Linked DNA regions of Mus musculus: all the other regions are linked to region 1. The links are chromatin contacts, called in public HiChIP or PLAC-seq and promoter capture Hi-C maps. All regions are on one chromosome and are shown on one strand. The core of a region is the stretch at or near the end of the contact, and the rest is flanking DNA. Distances in the headings are between cores, read along the strand shown. Region 1 holds the start of Arhgef2 (rho/rac guanine nucleotide exchange factor (GEF) 2). Region 2 holds the start of Fdps (farnesyl diphosphate synthetase). Region 3 overlaps Ash1l (ASH1 like histone lysine methyltransferase). Region 4 holds the start of 1700113A16Rik (RIKEN cDNA 1700113A16 gene). Region 5 overlaps Dap3 (death associated protein 3).

Region 1 (3,431 bases), core at 452-2,951:
TCCCCCCACCCACCCTGGCTTTACTCCAGGGTCTCGCTCAAACGGTTGAAAAAATAAACAGACTCTGGGAGCTGGGGCCTGGCCTGTCGCTAGGGTTTGTTAAGAGCCTGTCTGCCACCCCACAATTCACACTCAGTCACCTCACCCTGGAGCTGCTCAGAGCCCTGCTAGCTTTCTTCCGGTGAGCAGACTCCCATCCCGAAACCCTACAAAAAGCCTCAAACTGAGCTTCCCGCCCCCGAGGCTCTCCACCCCTACCGACCTTCTCCCAGTGTAGCAGTAAAGCAAGTAGCTAAAGCCTGGAACCTTGGAGGAAGGGAGAGGGCAGCTTTCCATTCGCAGAGTGGCTTTCCAGCCTGAAAATGATCTGCTTGGTTGGCTGGCTGCGGGAGGGTCATTACGCTCTCGCTAAGGACAGGGATTAAGATTAAAGCCCTTCCTGCCTTTGCTTTCCGAGAGAGCCTTATAATGTGAGTGTCCTGAGGTACAGGGAGGCGCCGTCCGCCTGAACCAGGCCCCCCTGGCTTCACTTATTCATCTACAAGTCCTCCTCGGCTTCACCACTTCCTGTGAGCTGAGGTGAGGAAAGTCATGGCATTTGGGAGGGCGTCTGAATACAAAGACAGGAATAAAGGACACTTGTAAAGGCGTGCTGGAGAGGTCGTATTGCAGAGTGTGCTGATAATTACACAGCCAGACTCCAGATGACAGGTGAAGGGCCCCCAAGCCGAGGCGATAATCGAAATATGGCTGAGGGGAGTGGGGGAACTGGGTTAACCGAGGCGGCTGGAGAACCAGGAGCCTGGAAGCTGATGAAACAGATAAGGGTGGGAACTACTCTGGGTCCTGGCACCGAGACGCTCAGGATGTGAGAAGGCATCCCAGCGACACAAAGGCAGCTTGCTTCACCTGATGGATCGGTTTGGCCTGGCGGAGAAAATGGGCGGCCGCTTGCTGTCTTGACCCCTAGCCACCCGCCTACCCCAGGCAAGAACTGAATCACAGCTGGAAAGTCCATCCGCAAGAAGAGGAGGAGCTGACTTTTGTCTTGGAGGGGCGGGAAGGTGGGGGAGGGAGCTTGGAAAACACCCCCTCCGGCCCCCTCCACCCGCTGGTGGGGACAAAGGGGGAACGACCGAGCCGGCGCTAGCGGGCACGGCCGCAAGCAACCCCCGGAACTGGGGTGCGGAAAGGGGTGCCCAAGAGCGTCGTCCCTAGGAACCCGACACGCTCGCCCCTCTTTCCCGCTCGATCCCTTACCGGAGCAACTTTCTTCCGAGCGGCCCAAAACACTCGGTCCCGCCGAACCACTGGTAACCCAGCTCAGCTCTCCTAGATCCCCGCACAGAAGCTGCGCGGGTGCTGGAGACGCGGGTCACGTTGCGGTCCTCCAGCCCCCTCCTCACGCGCTCGCAGCCCCACCCACCCCGTCCGGCCGCTGCGCGCGGACTCGGGCGCCCCAGAGCGGGCGGGGGGACGCGGGACGCGGGGCGGAGGCCCAGAGGTCGGCAGGGCGCCCGGTCGCAGAGCCAGCCCACCTTGGTTGCCTGCTCCTTGCTCCGGTCGATCCGCGCGCGAGTGAGGGATTCGATCCGAGACATAATCCAGCGTGAGCCGCGGGAGGACGCGGCGGCCCCGGGTGTCCAGCAACGGCGGGGGAGGGGTCCGGCCGCACGCGTCGGCCTCGGGGACAGGAAGTCTGAGTCCCCTCGCCCCTGCACCCAGCACCAGTTCCTCAAACCCTAGTCTCCTCCCCCACCCGAGCTCAGGAAGGGGAGAGGCGGAGCGGAGGCAGGGCGGGGTACCCGCGCACCGGACGGGACGCCGGGGTTAGTATCGCTGCAGTCTGCTGGACAGGGGTCCTTGGGACAGGTTCGAGGATCCCTTTTCCCTTTAGCGCTTAGGAACACTCTCTGACCTCAGCGACCTCCCTTAGCTCGGCTGTCCTTGAAAAACACCGGCGCCCATTCCGGGTAACTTCACTCTTTAAAGACCCTAAGGGGATTCTATCACCTTATCGGTAACTGGGAGACCTAGCCATAAGGGCTCACTCATCAAACAGGCTTGAGTACACAGACCGCTTTTACAATGTTGGACTGGTATGACAAGAGGGAGGGGGCAATGAAAGGGGAACTAGAAGCTTCATCGTTAACAGGCTTCACTCCCCCAAAAGAGTGAAGAAGGGGACTCCTTTCCAAAAGCTAGGAGTCCACAAGAGAGGGTTTTCCCCTCACCCCCCCCCACCCCCCGCCCAGCTTCTCACCCCTCTGGGCCTTGTGGACCACACTCTGACCATCCTTCTCAGCCCCACCTCTGCCAATTACTTTGGCAGTGAAGGTGAGAAGGCTCCACCTTTCCTGAGGCTAGCTGAGGAAATCCTTCCTTGTGTCCTGACACCAGTTTTCTCTGCCACAGGAGACTATAGAAACAACTTGGCCCTGTCTGGAAACGTTTGAGCTTGCTGAGGAGTGTGGGTGGGTTTTCATTTCTCTGGACCCTTTGAGTCAACCTGAGTTTCCTGCCACTGGGGAAATTCTCCAGTCTGCTCCGTTTCCACCTATCAAGGTCTCCGATTTCTCTGTAAAAACCTGAGCACCCTGGGGCAAAGTTTTGTAAAAATTTAGGGTACTACCTAATCTAGTCCCAAAAGTGTGTGGTAATGAGGGAGGGAGATGGCTAGGCGTGGTGTTGCACAGAGGCAGGGAGATTTCTGAGTTCAAGGCCAGCCTGGTCTACAGAGTGAGTTCCAGGACAGCCAGGGCTACACAGAGAAACCCTGTCTCAAAACACCGAAAAAAAAAAGAAAGAAAGAAAAAAGAAAGAGGGAGGGAGATGAGGCCCAGCCACTGTCACCAGCTTCTGCTCTGTTCTTCTCGGTAGCGGGGCAGGGAGGGTGGTGTTAGGGCTGCAGGTTTCCAGCCCAGCCCTGCACTCCTAGAGTGCCAATTTTAGCCTCAGTCTCTAATTTGGGCTCGGCTGCCTCATCCACCCGCTGTGCTGGTTGGGCTCCTCAGCTCCTCACCCCGGCTCTGCTCCCCTCCCACTCTGCTCCTCTGACCTATCTCCTGCCTAGGAACTCCCTCACCTTTTGTGCCCATTCTCCTGTTCAGGGTCCTTATATAGTAAAGGCCAGGGAAAAAGAAACAATGTCCAGTTCAGGCTGGCCAGATGAGGCAGAAAGGACTTTCCCAGACCAATTCTGTTTTCTCTGAAGGAATCCTAGGAAGGCCTCAGGACCTGCCATGTTCCTATTGGCTCTGAGCCTCCAGACTTGCCCCGCTTGAGTGACCAGCCAAAGCTGAGAAATGTACTAACAATCAGCTAGAGGTCAGAATGAGCTGCCTGGTTTGGGGGGGGGGGGGGCAGAGACCTCAATTTTCTCTAAGGCCTGAACTAGAAATTGTTATAAGCCAAACTCTTGAGTAACTAGT
Region 2 (3,431 bases), core at 330-2,829, 480 kb before region 1:
TCTGCTCAGGAGTGTGAGGAAGGAGCCAGTCACCTTGGAAGTCCACCATCGCTATTACTCAGTAGTCACAGCCCTTCCCACGTCGGCCTGCCTATCAGGGAGTCTACTGCCTTTTCCCTCAGTATGAGATAACCATCTTAATTTATTCTTTTCCATTTGCAAAGCCAGTGGTTGACAGCTCTTCTCTTCTTGCACAGACTTGGCATCCTGGCAGTTAATTGGGTATTACCATGAGTTTGTTTCATGACTATTTTTGTTACCCTGGCTTGTCTGTTTCTTATGTTGTTACTGTCCAAAGGAGCTCTAAAGAAAACTCCATTTCCTCAAATTCTGACCAAAACTAGCATTCGTTAGGAACTTGTGAAACCGGTTCCCCTTTACCAAAGGGGTTACCCTTACATGGGCAGCAGAAGGGACAAAAATTATGCCGGCCTCCAGGCTCCCCCAGTATATCCAGGCTCTCACAGTATATCACATGTTCCTGGCTCTTCTCAGCTCCCCCATTATCCTAAACGTCTCTATCTCAGGAGCTTCTCTTCCCTCACTTCACATTCTTATAACCTCGGCTATGCTGTTTTGGCCCTCCCTTAAGCTCCCTACCTTCTCTTATGCATGGTCTAGTCCCCTCTGCGAGCCATGTTCAATCTACTATTTTCTCACTCTGTGAGTTGAAGTTTAGCCAGGTCTACAGTGAGAGTTCCAGGACAGCCAGGGCTACATGGAGAAACCTTGCAGAATAAACCAATGTGTAAAGTTTATCTTGTCTAGACCCTTCAACCTTTTAGTCCGGAGTGGTAGTGGTCTCTTTCTTTGGGACAATGAAACTTATTTCTAATACTTCAAGGACAAGTCCATTAATGTCTGAGGTGGTTTGTAGTTTCAGGTCTCTTTTCTGATCGCGATGGGGTTTGGGGTGGAGTAAAAAGGAGTCAACGTGGTGGGCTGGCAAACTGTGAGGCCGAAAGTTCTAACATCTGCTTTGAGTTTTTACCTTTTTGCTTCAAGGGCGCCAAAGTACCTGGGGGAAAGGTGTTGTTTTCTCTCATATAGTCATATAGTCTTCCAAGTAGCCTAAAACTCATTACACGACCCATATTGGTTTTAACTCTTTTTTTTTTTTTTCCCTCCAGCCCCACCCCATGGCTTTAACTCTTGATCTTATTGCCTCACCCCTTCTAAGGGCTGGAAAAATGAGCGACTTCACCTAACTAGAATCAAAGATGTAAGAAGTGATTTGCTAGAGTTGGAAATAGGAAGCTGCAAGGCTGGTTATTCCGGGATCTTAGAAACACTGTCAACCAGAAGCACTGGAAGAACTATAGCTAGGAATTAGATAGCCAATTTCCCAGGCTTTCGGTATGGGTGTACCGACACCGCCGACCGCCTAGTGGGCTGATGGTCCGCGCGCCACCCTTTCATTGGCCAGCCGTCACAAGGCCCATGCTCACACGAGGTAATTTAGCCAATCAGCGAACTAGGCCACACCCACCCTGAGACACAAGTCTGAGTTTCTTGCCGCCTAGTCCGTGGCATGCCGGGAGTCGTAGTTTTATATTTATGTTCTGCCTCCTGAGCCTGGAGACTGGGAACTACAACTCCCAGAGTGCTGAGCGGATGCACGCTCAGCTTTTAGGTGTAAGCCGCAAACATCTTGGACCCCGGGAGAATCCGCGTTGAAGAACAGGTGAGAGCTATTGTTGGGGCTGGAGCTGAGGTTTACCCGTGTCTCGGATCGGGTGAAGCTCCGAGGCACTAAAGGACCAGTCCGTGTTGGAGTTACGGGGCTTGGGGTCGGTGGGCCAGAATGAACGGTTTGCTTGTGCCTTCGTGAATTTCTAAACGCTGGCGTCTTCCTCAAGTCTTCCGTACGCCAGGCCTTTAGTTTACTCTTGTGAGTCCTCCCACGCCCACCTGTTGCTCGGAGGCCGGCTGCGGTTAGCACCAGTGCCGGGACAGATGACAAGCGCACAGCACCTTCGGCTCCAGTCCCCTCATTGGGACTATCTAAGAGCTTCCCTCTCTTTCCCCTACATCCGGACTCCTGGGTTCCAGCTTTGGCTCTTCGTCAGCTCAGCTCTCTTACATTCACTGAACCTCAGTTCGGTGTCTCCATTAACATTGTGACTTAAGGACCTTGCATCCCGTAATTCCCGTAATACAATGTTCCGAATTGTAGTGAACGCAACCTTGGAAGTAGAAAGTGTTCAGTTTTAGCCATTTTCGGTTTAAGTGAAGATCTATTGGATCTCAGTCACTCCGACAAACTTTTCATTTCCTGTGTGTTTTTTATGTAATTCTTGAGTTTAGAAGCGGGGTGGGGCGTTCTAATGCAGGAGGTAACAAGCTTGGCTTGGGGGATACCTTAGGTAACTGCTACCAAGCATCTGCCTTCGGTGCTTGCTCCTGCAGGGAGTGCTTGGTGCCCCCACCCCCATGCACACCCAGGATGCCCCTGTCCTGCTGGCTGAGATCTCTGGGGGTCTTCCTGCTGCCAGCCCCCTGCTGGGCACCCCGGGAGAGGTGGCTTGGTTTCCTACAACGACCCTCCCTGGCATATGGGTGTCCAGTCCTGGGGGCCTGGCACAGTGCCCGCTGGTGGTGCCAAGTGTGGACAGAGGAGCCTCGGTGAGTGTGGTTGGGGTGTGGGGCTTCGGGGAGGGAAGCACCCGAGCCACCCTCTCATTTGTTTGTGTGTGTGTTTTTTTTTCCCTCAGAGCATTTAGCTCCTCTGTCAGAATGAATGGGAACCAGAAATTGGATGCTTATAACCAAGAAAAGCAGAATTTCATCCAGCACTTCTCCCAGATCGTCAAGGTGCTGACTGAGAAGGAGCTGGGACACCCAGAGATAGGGGATGCTATTGCCCGGCTCAAGGAGGTGAGGCATTCAGGACTGAAGAAGCTGGTAGAGGTGTGGATTCATGAGGGGTTTCGATAAGAGCGAAGTGACTACCTGGGTCTCTGGAGTAGATGGGTCTCTGCTGCACTTCAGCCCTCCTCGGGGATGTTTGGCTCCATGACTTTTGACCATCCAGAGAGCCTTGCTTGAGAGTAGCCTTGGACCTAGTAAAGTTTGATTTCATGCCCTGAAACTATGATAGGATCTTAGTAGATACCATGAGGCTGTTGGCACTGAGGCCTGAGGGAAGTTATTGTATTGTTAGAAAGACTGTTCTACTGGAGTTACCTATTTCCTTCCAGTGTTTATTTTCTTAAGACAGAGTTTCATGTTTTTTAAGCCCACATGGCCTCAGACACACAAACCCCACCTCAGCCTTCTGTGTGCTATGTCAGTGACAGTACCACCGTGCCTGGATTGGGAAGTCTTTTAAAGACAGACATTTTTATTTTCACTTTTTGGACATTTGACGATTTGCCTGCGTGTATGTATGTGTGAGGATGGTTGTGAGCTGCCATGTGAATGCTGGGACT
Region 3 (3,431 bases), core at 239-2,738, 440 kb before region 1:
CGTGATGGTCCCTGCCTGTAATCCCAGAACTCCAGAGGCTGACGATGTTGACAGTTTGGCTGGCTTACACTGTTTCAAAGAAGAAAAAAAAAATCCTTTTTTAAAGGGGTGCTGGGGATAGAACTGAGAGCCTGTACATGCAGTGGGCGGCTCCAGCCTATGAACACCCTCTCTTTTCTTTGTGGAGATACTAATTATTTTTATGTAAATGAGTGTTTGCCTAGCTTCATGTCCGCACATATATGCGGTGCTCCACATGTGTGATGCAATGCCATGTGGGTGCTGGGAATTGAACCTGAGTCTTGTCAAAGACAGCCAGTGTTCTGCACCATTCAGTCACCTCCCCAGCAGCACAGTGTACTTGAAAAATAACATTTTATGTGTATGGGTGTTTTAGCTGTATGTACGTTTGTGTACCACACGTGTGCATGGTGCCTCTAGAGACCAGAGAGGACCAGATAACTGAATGCCAATCACTGGCAGCTGTGAGCCATCATACAGGCTGGGGATTCAACCTGTATTCTCTATAGGAACACACAGTACTCTTAATAATACTAAGCCATTGTTCTAGATCCTAAAGGTCTTTGAACTAAAAAAACTAGAAAACTCCACACTGAAACTTGGAGTGGGGAAAAGTAACTATTCTGAGGCTTGACAGTCAAAAACCTAACCCCCAATAACAAACAATAATTTAAAAATTGAGGATTATGACGGATATAGTGCATATTTAAAATATAACACAGTGATAGTAAATAAAAATAGTTTCTCATGAAGAATGTGAGCTGTAACTATTGAAATAGCTAGGGTATTTAGGGAACATTCTTGCTTCTGCTCATATGCCTGCTAGCTTTAAAGGACTATGCAAGCAAAGAGAAATTTGAGTTTCTCATTCTTGTACTAATCCTGTTATAGGGTGACAAATCTTCTTTAATTTGTATGTACTGGTGTTTTGCTTTCATATTTATCTGTGTGAGGTTGCAGATCCCATGCAACTGGAATTACAGACAGTGCTATGTGGGTGGTGGGAATTGAACCTGGTTCCTCTGAAGAACAGACAGTGAGTGCTCTTAACCAATGAGCCATCTCTCCAGCATTTCTTTATTTTAAATATTTATTTGTTTTGATGGGCATGAAAGTGCACCACCTACGTGCACTGGGATGATAAATCTTTTTACAACAAAAAGATTTCCACATCCACAGCCTCTCATAATTGTTTGTAATTGATATTTCTGTTGGTGTGGATTTGACTGAATTCCAAATAAGAAGTAATTTAGTAAATATTTTCTAGAATTTAATTTTTTTCATTCAGTTATGTTGATACACATAGCATTCAGTGAGGGACTTTTCTCATTTGCGATCTCATTTCTGATGGTGTCCTGTGCAGTGACGGAAAGCAGTGACCTGAGAGTAGCTCCCTCCATGTGAGTCAGACCAACTGGGCGTGGGAGAAAGGGAAGCTCCACCTTCCAGAGACACACTGAGACCCTGTCACTATGCAGCCTTGGCTGGCCTGGGGAATGCTTTGACAGCAGGCTGACCTCAAACCCACAAAGGTCCACTGGCCTCTGCCTCCTAAATGCTGGGACTAAAGAACCACAATGGGCAACCCCACCCCCCCATTGTTAGTTGTTTCTGAGACAGGGCTTCTCTGTGAAGCCTGCTTTTCCTGGAACTCTTGAACTTTGTCCACCTGCTCTGTCTCCTAAGTGTGGGGATCAAAGGGGTGACAAAACTTACACCTAAAGTAACATTTTTTTTTAAAGATTTGCCATCTCTCCGTCCATTTTATTTTTTGATGTTGTAAGGACTGCTCAGGGTCTTGCCAGTGAGGCTTGCCTCCAGCTTGGCTCCCTCCTTATTATATTCTTGGGGTTAAGGAAGGAATGTAAATAAATAAAACAATTTTAAAAAAGAAAAAGAAAACTACAAAAAGCCAACAAAATATAAAAGATGAAGAGTAGACAAAATCTAACTAACCAAAGCAAATTCTCAAAACGTGGGCAATAAGTAAGACAGATAAACCAAAGTCAATCCTAAGAAGCTACAATTATGGGGCTGGAAAGATGGCTCAGTAGTTATGAGCACTGGCAGCTCCTGCAGACAACCAGGCCTCCAGTTCCAGGACATTACACACCCTCTTCCAGCCTACAGGAGCACCAGGCAAGCATGTAGTGTAGACAACCCCCACCCCCCACATAAATAAAAATTAATTTGAAAAAGCTACAAACATAACAAAATGTTTCACCCAGTTTCATAGTTTATGTCTCTTTTTAAAATTTTATTTCCTTTTATGTGTCTAGGTGTTTTGCCTCCATGTGTATCTGTGTACCACATGTGTGCTTGATGTTTCTGAAAGTTAAAGGAGGACATCAGAGTCCCTGGAAATGAAGTTACAGACAGTTGTAAACTGCTTTGTGAATGTTGGGAAATCAAACCCAGGGTCCTTATTATTTAGTAAAAACAAAACATTTATTTCGTATGCATGTATGTGTGCCAACCTATGAATGCAGTGGTGCATGCATGGTCAGGAAGAGGCAAACTCTAGTTGTCAGGCTTGGTGGCAAGCACCATTATCCACTGAGCTATTATGTAAACCCAAAAATCTTTCATTTTTAAACACACCTAATTTTCTGATCAGAAAGTTACTTATACCACTAAAATATTTAGCCCTAATTTATAGTTGCTTGTTCATTCATGACTGTGCTCAAAAGACATGTCTTGTAAAAGGAAAGGTAGGGGCTAGAGAGATGGTTCAACAGCTAAGAGCACAGGGGGTTCCAGACCATCTGGGTTCAATCCCCAGCACCCACATGGTAGCTTTAACTGTCTGCAGCTCCAGTTCCAGGGGATCTGACATCCTCACACAGACATACATGTGGGCAAAACACTAATGCATATAAAATAAAAAAAAAAATCTTAAAATAAAAAGGAAAGGTTTTTTAATTTTATTTTACATGATTTTTTTCTAAAAAATTAAAATTTATTATCATTTAATTATCTCTATCTATCTATCTATCTATCTATCTATCTATCTATCTATCTATGGATGTTTAGCCTGAATACATATTTGTGCATTTCTTAGAGCCCTGTGTTTTTCCACCCGCTGTGCACTGTCGTGTCTGTGTGAGCCTGTCAGATCCCCTGGAACTGCATGTGGGCACTGGGCACTGGAAGTGGATTCTCTGGAAGAACAGCCAGTGCGCTTAACTGCTCAGCCTTTTCTACAGCTCTTCTTTCTTGAACTGGTTTTACCAAGGGTTGTGAGGAGCCATGTGGGTGTTGGGAACCGAACCCGAGTCTCTGGAAGAGCAGCCAGTGCTCACAATCACTGAGCTATGTGTCTGCGTATGATGGCTCACATCCTCCAGAAAGTAGTTTTAGGAGACTTGATATTACTTGAGTCCACAGGCACCTGTACTCAGGTATATATA
Region 4 (3,431 bases), core at 289-2,788, 440 kb after region 1:
ATCCCAACTTGACACTAGGTCACTGCGAGCAACAGTCCCTAACAATATAGGACCCCTGGGTGGGGAGATAGGGCCTCTTGGCTGCTTCACCTGGACAGTGTTTTTTGGGACTCCAGCATCTTAAGCCTCAGCTTGGGATCTGTCTACACGATGTGGCGGCCACTGTAATCTGGGAACGGAACTCCTTCTAGGCAAGTGCTCTACCATTAAACTAAGCTATACCTCCATCCCAATAGAAGGGTTATGTGAGGACCTCTTGAGTGAAAGAGTATAAGACAAACTGTGAAACCTCTCTAAATAAATATTCTTACTACTGTAGCAAGGTGTCTGCACAGATTCAGGCCAATAGCTCTCAGGCTATTCGCACTATAATCTTACCGCCAGAAGACAGGAAAATAGAGCAAGGCGTGTCCAACCTGTGGCCCATTAAAGTGGACGGCATCTGTGACTACTTCTCCAAACAAAATCATTTGTGGCTCTTTTTTTTTTTTTTTTTTTTTTTTAGACCAGAGTCTCTTATATTTCGGGATAGCCTTGAACTTCTAATCCTATATGCACACACCAGGTCGAACTCCAGCAGAACTCCGGGCTCGGAGCTACATCCCCAGCCCCGCGATTTTTTTCTTTTTTAAATATTTATTTGTTTGTTTATTTATTTATTATATGTAACTACACCATTCATTTATTTATTTATTTATTTATTTATTTATTATATGTAACTACACTGCAGCTGTCTTCAGACACCCTGGACTGGCATCAGATCTCATTACAGATGGTTGTGAGCCACCATGTGGTTGCTGGGATTTGAACTCAGGACCTTCGGAAGAGCAATCAGTGCTCTTAACCACTGAGCCATCTCTCCAGCCCCCTTTTTTAAATAATTCAATCACGCAGTTTTTCGGCGTGGACTTTGTGGTTAACAGTTTTGACAATGACAAATCGTTGCATTCGCCTGTCGGATTCTCCTTCTGGAACGCCCAGGCAATGCCAGATCTTACGCAGTGCTGTCAATCTCAGTAAAATTGCCAAGGCTGAGGGTGCTAATTCTCAATTTGTGCAGGAAGTTGACGATGGGGGTTTTACGCATGCGCACCTCCTCAGAGCCCCAGAGAAACTGCCCAAAACTAGAGCTTCACGTAGTTTCACCCTTGCTGAACCTTCTGAGTACTACGCACGCATCTTGTGCAGGCAGCGGTTGGCCGGTGCTTCCATCACTCACCCGAAGGGCCAATGGAGTGAGCCTAGTTACCTACTTCCCCCTGAGTAGCAGGCGGCGCCGGGCGTGGCTTGAAGGCCTTTGTTCCACGCGCGGCGGAACTTTACGAGAGGCTCCGGAGCGTGCTCTGCCACCTGCTAAGCCCCGGAGACGCAGTCAAGGGTCTCAGCGACACCTTGGGGGAGTGGGGCAGAACGTACGGAAATGGATGTTAGGCGACTCTACAGCCTACCTTCTATACCCGCCCCCTTTCGCCTTAGAGTGGAGGGTTACTTTGAAACCCGGAAGCAATTCATCTCCGGAACACACCGCGGGTCACGTGGGGGCGGTGCGTAACGGGCGCGTGATCCGGCGTCCTGCGGGTCTTCCCCTCCCCAGGGGCACCCAGCATGCTTTGGGCACGTGGCAGCTCATGTCCTAAATAGGAGTAGTCCTGGGCCGCTATCCTGTGAGGGTGGAGACGCTCCCCGAGACTGGACAGACACCGAGAGGTGGAGCTGAGCCAATACGAGGCTAAGGGGTAAATCTGACTCACCCGAGAGGCCGGAACTGACCTGCTGCAAACTACCAAGGAACTTCGCTAGGCTGGGTGGCTAGAACGGGGGGGGGGGGGGGGGACCTGTAAACTATGCTAAGGCTACCTCTTCTATTTGAGACCCAAGTCTGAAACAGGACAGGAAAGTGGATTTGCTCTTCGTCCAGGTAGTGAGTGATTTCAGGCTGCAAACATTCAGGTCCAGAGCCTGAGATGAGATCGCCTGGGTCCCTTCCACATCTGCTGATCCTTGAACAAGTTCCCACACAATCACAAGGCTGGAAAAGATAGCCCATGGGACTAAAGGATGAGTCAGACCAAAATAACCACTGGCCTCGTGGCATGAACAGTTAGACAGCACTGATTGCTCCTAAGAACCACTGACCTTGATAGCTGAGTCCAAGAGACCCACACCCTAGTTCTATTTTATATGGCAATACTCGAGGAACTCGTCCTTCAGCTAAAAAAGAGATCAGCTTCAAAAAGTTGCAACTTGGGAGTATTTTTTATTAAAAAAAAATGTGTATGTACACATGTGTCCTGAGGAGACCAGAGGGGTGTTGTATAAGAATGTTTGCTGGGGGAGTCAGTGGTTAAGAGCATTGACTGCTCCTCCAGAGGACCTGTGTTCCATTCTCAGCACCCACATGGCAGCTCACAACTGTCCTTACATAGACAGACATGCAAGCAAAACATCAATGCACATAAACAACAAAAAATGTTTGCTGACCTGAATTGGTTCTAGCACCCATGCCAACATCTCACAACTGCCTGTAACATTAGCTCCAATAAACTTGATGCCCTGCTCCAGCCTCCAGGGACACTCATGCACACACACACAAGAAAATAAAATCCACACCATTGCATACACTAGCAAGATTTTATTGAAAGGACCCAGATGTAGCTGTCTCTTGTGAGACTATGCCGGGGCCTAGCAAACACAGAAGTGGATGCTCACAGTCAGCTAATGGATGGATCACAGGGCTCCCAATGGAGGAGCTAGAGAAAGTACCCAAGGAGCTAAAGGGATCTGCAACCCTATAGGTGGAACAACATTATGAACTAACCAGTACCCCGGAGCTCTTGACTCTAGCTGCATATGTATCAAAAGATGGCCTAGTCGGCCATCACTGGAGAGGCCCATTGGACACGCAAACTTTATATGCCCCAGTACAGGGGAGCGCCAGGGCCAAAAAGGGGGAGTGGGTGGGTAGGGGAGTGGGGGTGGGTGGGTATGGGGGACTTTTGGTATAGCATTGGAAATGTAAATGAGCTAAATACCTAATAAAAAATGGAAAAAAAAAAAGAAAAGAAAATCCCCCCCGCCCAAAAAAAGCCGGGCAGTGGTGGCGAACACCTTTAATCCCAGCACTTGGGAGGCAGAGGCAGGTGGATTTCTGCGTTCGAGGCTAACCTGGTCTCATAGTGAGTTCCAGGACAGCCAGGAAACAGAGAAACCTTGTCTCGAAAAACCAAAAAAGAAAAAGAAAATCACATAAAAAACACAACAAAAATATGCACTGTCTTTCATTTGTGTAGGCACCATGCCAGATAATGTCCAGTCAGTATTTTTTAAGATCCTTGGGATCATGTTAGAATGTTTGGCTTAGTTTCATTTTATTCTTTTTTTTACTAGAATTCCATGTATTCCAGTTATCCTGAGCTCACGTACAGCAGAGG
Region 5 (3,431 bases), core at 348-2,847, 310 kb before region 1:
TGCTGGGATAATAGGCAGTATATAACCACACCCAGCCTAGCTTCTTGTCAGTGTAATCACTCGTGACCGCTTGTTCCTGCTCGTGTGTGTTTCCAGGCTAAGCATGGGGAGCAGCATGAGGGTCAGCACTACAGCATCCCCCTCCAGGATCTGAAGACAGTGTTTCCTCACGGCCTGCCTCCTCGGTACATGATGCAGGTACTCCAACACACATGGAGCAGGGGATCCCAGAGTGCAGGGCTCCGATGGTGGGGAAAGGGCTGATGGGGGGTGTGGAGGCTTTGACATTTCTGAAAATCAAAAATCACCTAAGGACTCGTAGGCACCACGTTTAGGATTTATCTTTTGTTAGCCACTTAAGTACACTTCAGAACCAGGAAAGGATTCTTTTATAATCAGCACTTTTTTCCTTGAGTTACTGAGCAAGTTTCCAGAACTCTTGACATTTCAGATAATTATTCTAAGTGAATTGAAGGTAGGTGTGTGGACACATACCTGTAATCCCAGCGCTTAAGAGGCAGCAGTGGAAGACTGGGGAGATGGCCCAGCAGTTAAGAGCACAGGCTGCTCTTTCAGAGGTCTTGAGTTCAATTCCCAGCAACCATATGGTGACTCACAACCAACTATAATGGGGTCTGATGCCCTCTTCTGGTGTGTCAGAAGACAGCTACAGTGTACTCATATAAATATAAATACATAAATCTTTTTTTAAAAAGTAATTTATAAAGAGGCAGCAGTGGGAGGATTACTTCAAGTTTGGGACCAGTTTGGACTGCATGGTGAGTAATGGGCTAGCCTGGGTTACATACAGTATGAGGTCCTAATTCAAAACCTCATGTTTGGAGACAGACCTATCAGCCTACCACCCTGGGAGTAGAAGCAGGAAGAGCTTCAAGGTCACCCTTGCCTACATGAGATCTTTTTTTTTTTTTTTGGTTTTTCGAGACAGGGTTTCTCTGGGTAGTCCTGGCTATCCTGGAACTCACTCTGTAGACCAGGCTGGCTTCAAACTCAGAAATCCACCTGCCTTTGCCTCCCGAGTGCTGGGATTAAAGGCATGCGCCACCACGCCTGGCGAGATCTTCTTTAGAGAGAGAGAAGAGAGAGAGAGAGAGAGAGAGAGAGAGAGAGAGAGAGAGAGAGAGAGAGAGAGAGAAGAAAAAAATTATGTCTGTGCTAAACAGGAATGGTTTTCCAAATAAATTGTATGTATGTATGAAGTACGTTCAGGTGTACATATGGACATATGTATAGAACCCTGACATCAGGACTGAAGTGTCCTTCCTCAAGAGACATTCACGTTTTACTGGCGTGTTTATTTGTTTAATATAGGTGTTTTGTCTTCATGTTTGCCTGTGTATCACATGTTTTCAGTGCCAGAAGAATCAGGCATGGGTGCAGGATCCTCTGGAGCTGGAGTTAGACAGTTGTGAGCAGCCACTGATGTGCTAGGAACCAAGCCTGGTACCTCTGCAAGAGCAGCCGCTCTTTACTAACTAGCTTCTCTCCAGCTCCCCCTCCCCCTTTCAGTTTTTAACGAGAACTGGGGCCTGCCCTGGCTAGAAGGCCACTGGCTGGTGACAGAGCCTCAGGCATCCACCTCGCTAAGCTCTGCTGCTAGGCTACAAGCACACTCCTGTGCCCTGATACTTTTTATGGGTGTTGGAGCTTAACCTCTGGTTCTCAGCTTACACAGAGGCTTTCTCACCTGCACTGTCGCAGTTCCAGATTTTTCTTTGTGGTGTTGCCCTTATTTTTTATTGGGGGACGGGGGTGGGGGGGTTGACTGGCATGGTGTTTGTGAATTTGTTTTTGTTTGGGTGATTGGTATCATTGTGGGCTCATTGTCCTGGAAAGGGTACGACTATGTTATCTTGGCTAGCCTCCAGTTTGTAGCAATGCCCCTGTCTCAGCCTACTTAGTGCTGGTATAATAGGTATCTACCACCACACCTGGTTCTAGTATGAGGGATTTTCTCAATGTGTTTATTTGATTTTTTTTATTGTCAGAGGTGGGAGCACTTGACGCAACTCATGTGTGGGTGTGAGGATAATTTGGGGAATTGGTTCTCTCCACCTTGTCATTCTAGAAATCACACTCAGGGCATCTGGCTTAGCAGCAAGCAAGTTGTAAGGACTAAAACAAGCTCGCAGTAGTGGCACATCCCTTCCATCCCAGCAGTCAGGACAGAGGCAGGCAGATCTCTTAAGTTCAAGGCCAGCTCGGTGTACCGGTCTACAGAGTGAGATCCAGGACAGCCGGGGCTACACAGAGAAACCCTGTCATAAAAATATAAAAGAAGAGAAGAAAAAGGAATTAACTTCTAGATCATACAAACATTGTCATCAAAATTTTTGTTAGAATTAGAGGCATGGCATCAGTTAACTTTGTCTGGGAGGGAGAGGTCTTTATATAAGCAACCGCGCTGGATCTGAGGTCTAGCTTAGTAGTAGGGTGGGGTATATGCATCCATTTGACTGGTATGGATTTTATTCCTGCCGTCACAAAATAAAATATAAACAAAGAAGAAGCATCAGAAGGTAGCTATTTGTGTGTCTTGATATGAAACAATATACCTCAGCTATCAACTAAAATGCATGGATTGATTTCCAAATCTAACCCAAGCTCTCAGACCTGGACACAGATGAGTGTAGGAATCTGGTTGGCTGTGTCTCAGTTAGTGCACATGCGGTTAGAAGGGCTACGAGTTTCATGCCCACCTTCTTTCTCCTGTTTGCTTAGGTGAAGACTTTTGGCGAAGCTTGTCTGATGGTCAGGAAGCCAGCTCTCGAGCTTCTGGGCTACCTGAAAAATACCAATTTTGCTCATCCAGCTGTGCGATATCTTCTTTGTATCCTTTTATGAGACAAGCTCATGCTATACAGCCCTGACTAGCCTCAAACTTAGCAGATCTGTCTGCCTCTGCCTCTCCTGAGTGCTGTGATTGAAGACTTGCACCAATACAGGTGGGCGAGAAATGCTGTTGGTGGGAAACATGTTGCTTCTGATGGTTTTTTTGTGTTGTTTTTGTTTTTCGAGACAGGGTTTCTCTGTGTATCCCTGGCTGTCCTGGAACTCACTCTGTAGACCAGGCTGGCCTCGAACTCAGAAATCCACCTGCCTCTGCCTCCCAAGTGCTGGGATTAAAGGCCTGCGCCACGCCCAGCTGATGTTTTCTTTAACATATACTTCAGATGGGGAGAAGGGGACAGGAAAGACCCTCAGTCTCTGCCATGCTGTTCATTTTTGTGCAAGACATGACTGGCTGATTCTGCATATCCCAGATGGTAAGGACTGTCTCCTCTGTCAGGCAGTCACCTTGCTGTGGGCAGCACTGTGACTGCTTAGGAGACAGTGGCCATACTATACTACCCTTGCTGGTCTGAATTCTTGAGCTGAAACACACCCACTCCTGCCCCTGCCTCGCAAGG

Evidence for each region. Promoter capture Hi-C pulls out the DNA fragments that hold promoters and counts their contacts. HiChIP or PLAC-seq counts read pairs in DNA pulled down with a chosen protein or histone mark.
Region 2: a contact with region 1 is called in an HNF4G HiChIP or PLAC-seq map of pancreatic cancer cells. The contact joins the promoter of Fdps here to the promoter of Arhgef2 in region 1. A contact is called at or near these places in 4 of 39 promoter capture datasets (cranial neural crest, hippocampal neurons, liver and 1 more), 7 of 115 datasets of contacts at active chromatin or transcription factors (the SCID.adh cell line, astrocytes, differentiating embryonic stem cells and 4 more) and 3 of 9 other capture datasets (adipose tissue, macrophages and pancreatic islet).
Region 3: a contact with region 1 is called in an H3K27ac HiChIP or PLAC-seq map of thymic regulatory T cells, with 5 times the contacts expected there. The contact joins the enhancer-like site here to the promoter of Arhgef2 in region 1. A contact is called at or near these places in 3 of 39 promoter capture datasets (cranial neural crest, frontonasal cranial neural crest and liver), 3 of 115 datasets of contacts at active chromatin or transcription factors (embryonic midbrain, pro-B cells and thymic regulatory T cells) and 1 of 9 other capture datasets (pancreatic islet).
Region 4: a contact with region 1 is called in a promoter capture Hi-C map of pre-B cells, with 6 times the contacts expected there. The contact joins the promoter of 1700113A16Rik here to the promoter of Arhgef2 in region 1. A contact is called at or near these places in 1 of 39 promoter capture datasets (pre-B cells) and 1 of 9 other capture datasets (pancreatic islet).
Region 5: a contact with region 1 is called in an H3K4me3 HiChIP or PLAC-seq map of embryonic limb bud, with 2.4 times the contacts expected there. The contact joins the enhancer-like site here to the promoter of Arhgef2 in region 1. A contact is called at or near these places in 1 of 39 promoter capture datasets (cranial neural crest), 9 of 115 datasets of contacts at active chromatin or transcription factors (the SCID.adh cell line, astrocytes, embryonic forebrain and 5 more) and 4 of 9 other capture datasets (adipose tissue, embryonic stem cells, liver and 1 more).

What each region holds. Positions count from the first base shown.
Region 1 is chr3:88,619,429-88,622,859 of GRCm38.p6, reverse strand. It overlaps Arhgef2 (rho/rac guanine nucleotide exchange factor (GEF) 2), which reads right to left and starts at 1,701. Exons shown (of 22, transcript NM_008487.4): 1 at 1,539-1,701. The coding sequence starts at 1,601. Gm20652 (a long non-coding RNA gene) reads left to right here and starts at 1,755. Exons shown (of 2, transcript XR_375820.2): 1 at 1,755-1,829.
Region 2 is chr3:89,100,115-89,103,545 of GRCm38.p6, reverse strand. Fdps (farnesyl diphosphate synthetase) reads left to right here and starts at 1,579. Exons shown (of 10, transcript NM_134469.4): 1 at 1,579-1,684; 2 at 2,715-2,877. The coding sequence starts at 2,737.
Region 3 is chr3:89,059,983-89,063,413 of GRCm38.p6, reverse strand. All of the region lies in intron 16 of Ash1l (ASH1 like histone lysine methyltransferase), which reads right to left. Among named protein-coding and RNA genes, the nearest start is that of Gm24403, 13 kb to the right of the region's middle. Within about 2 kb of position 1,488, at least 8 of the 459 cell types and tissues checked have an H3K27ac peak or open chromatin away from gene starts, as enhancers often do.
Region 4 is chr3:88,175,892-88,179,322 of GRCm38.p6, reverse strand. It overlaps 1700113A16Rik (RIKEN cDNA 1700113A16 gene), which reads left to right and starts at 1,538. Exons shown (of 3, transcript NR_045997.1): 1 at 1,538-1,736; 2 at 3,388-3,431.
Region 5 is chr3:88,930,332-88,933,762 of GRCm38.p6, reverse strand. Dap3 (death associated protein 3) reads left to right here. Exons shown (of 13, transcript NM_022994.3): 4 at 97-198; 5 at 2,743-2,851; 6 at 3,195-3,287. Among named protein-coding and RNA genes, the nearest start is that of Msto1, 18 kb to the right of the region's middle. Within about 2 kb of position 1,597, at least 4 of the 459 cell types and tissues checked have an H3K27ac peak or open chromatin away from gene starts, as enhancers often do. A contact at or near this core is called in embryonic limb bud, where this site is marked.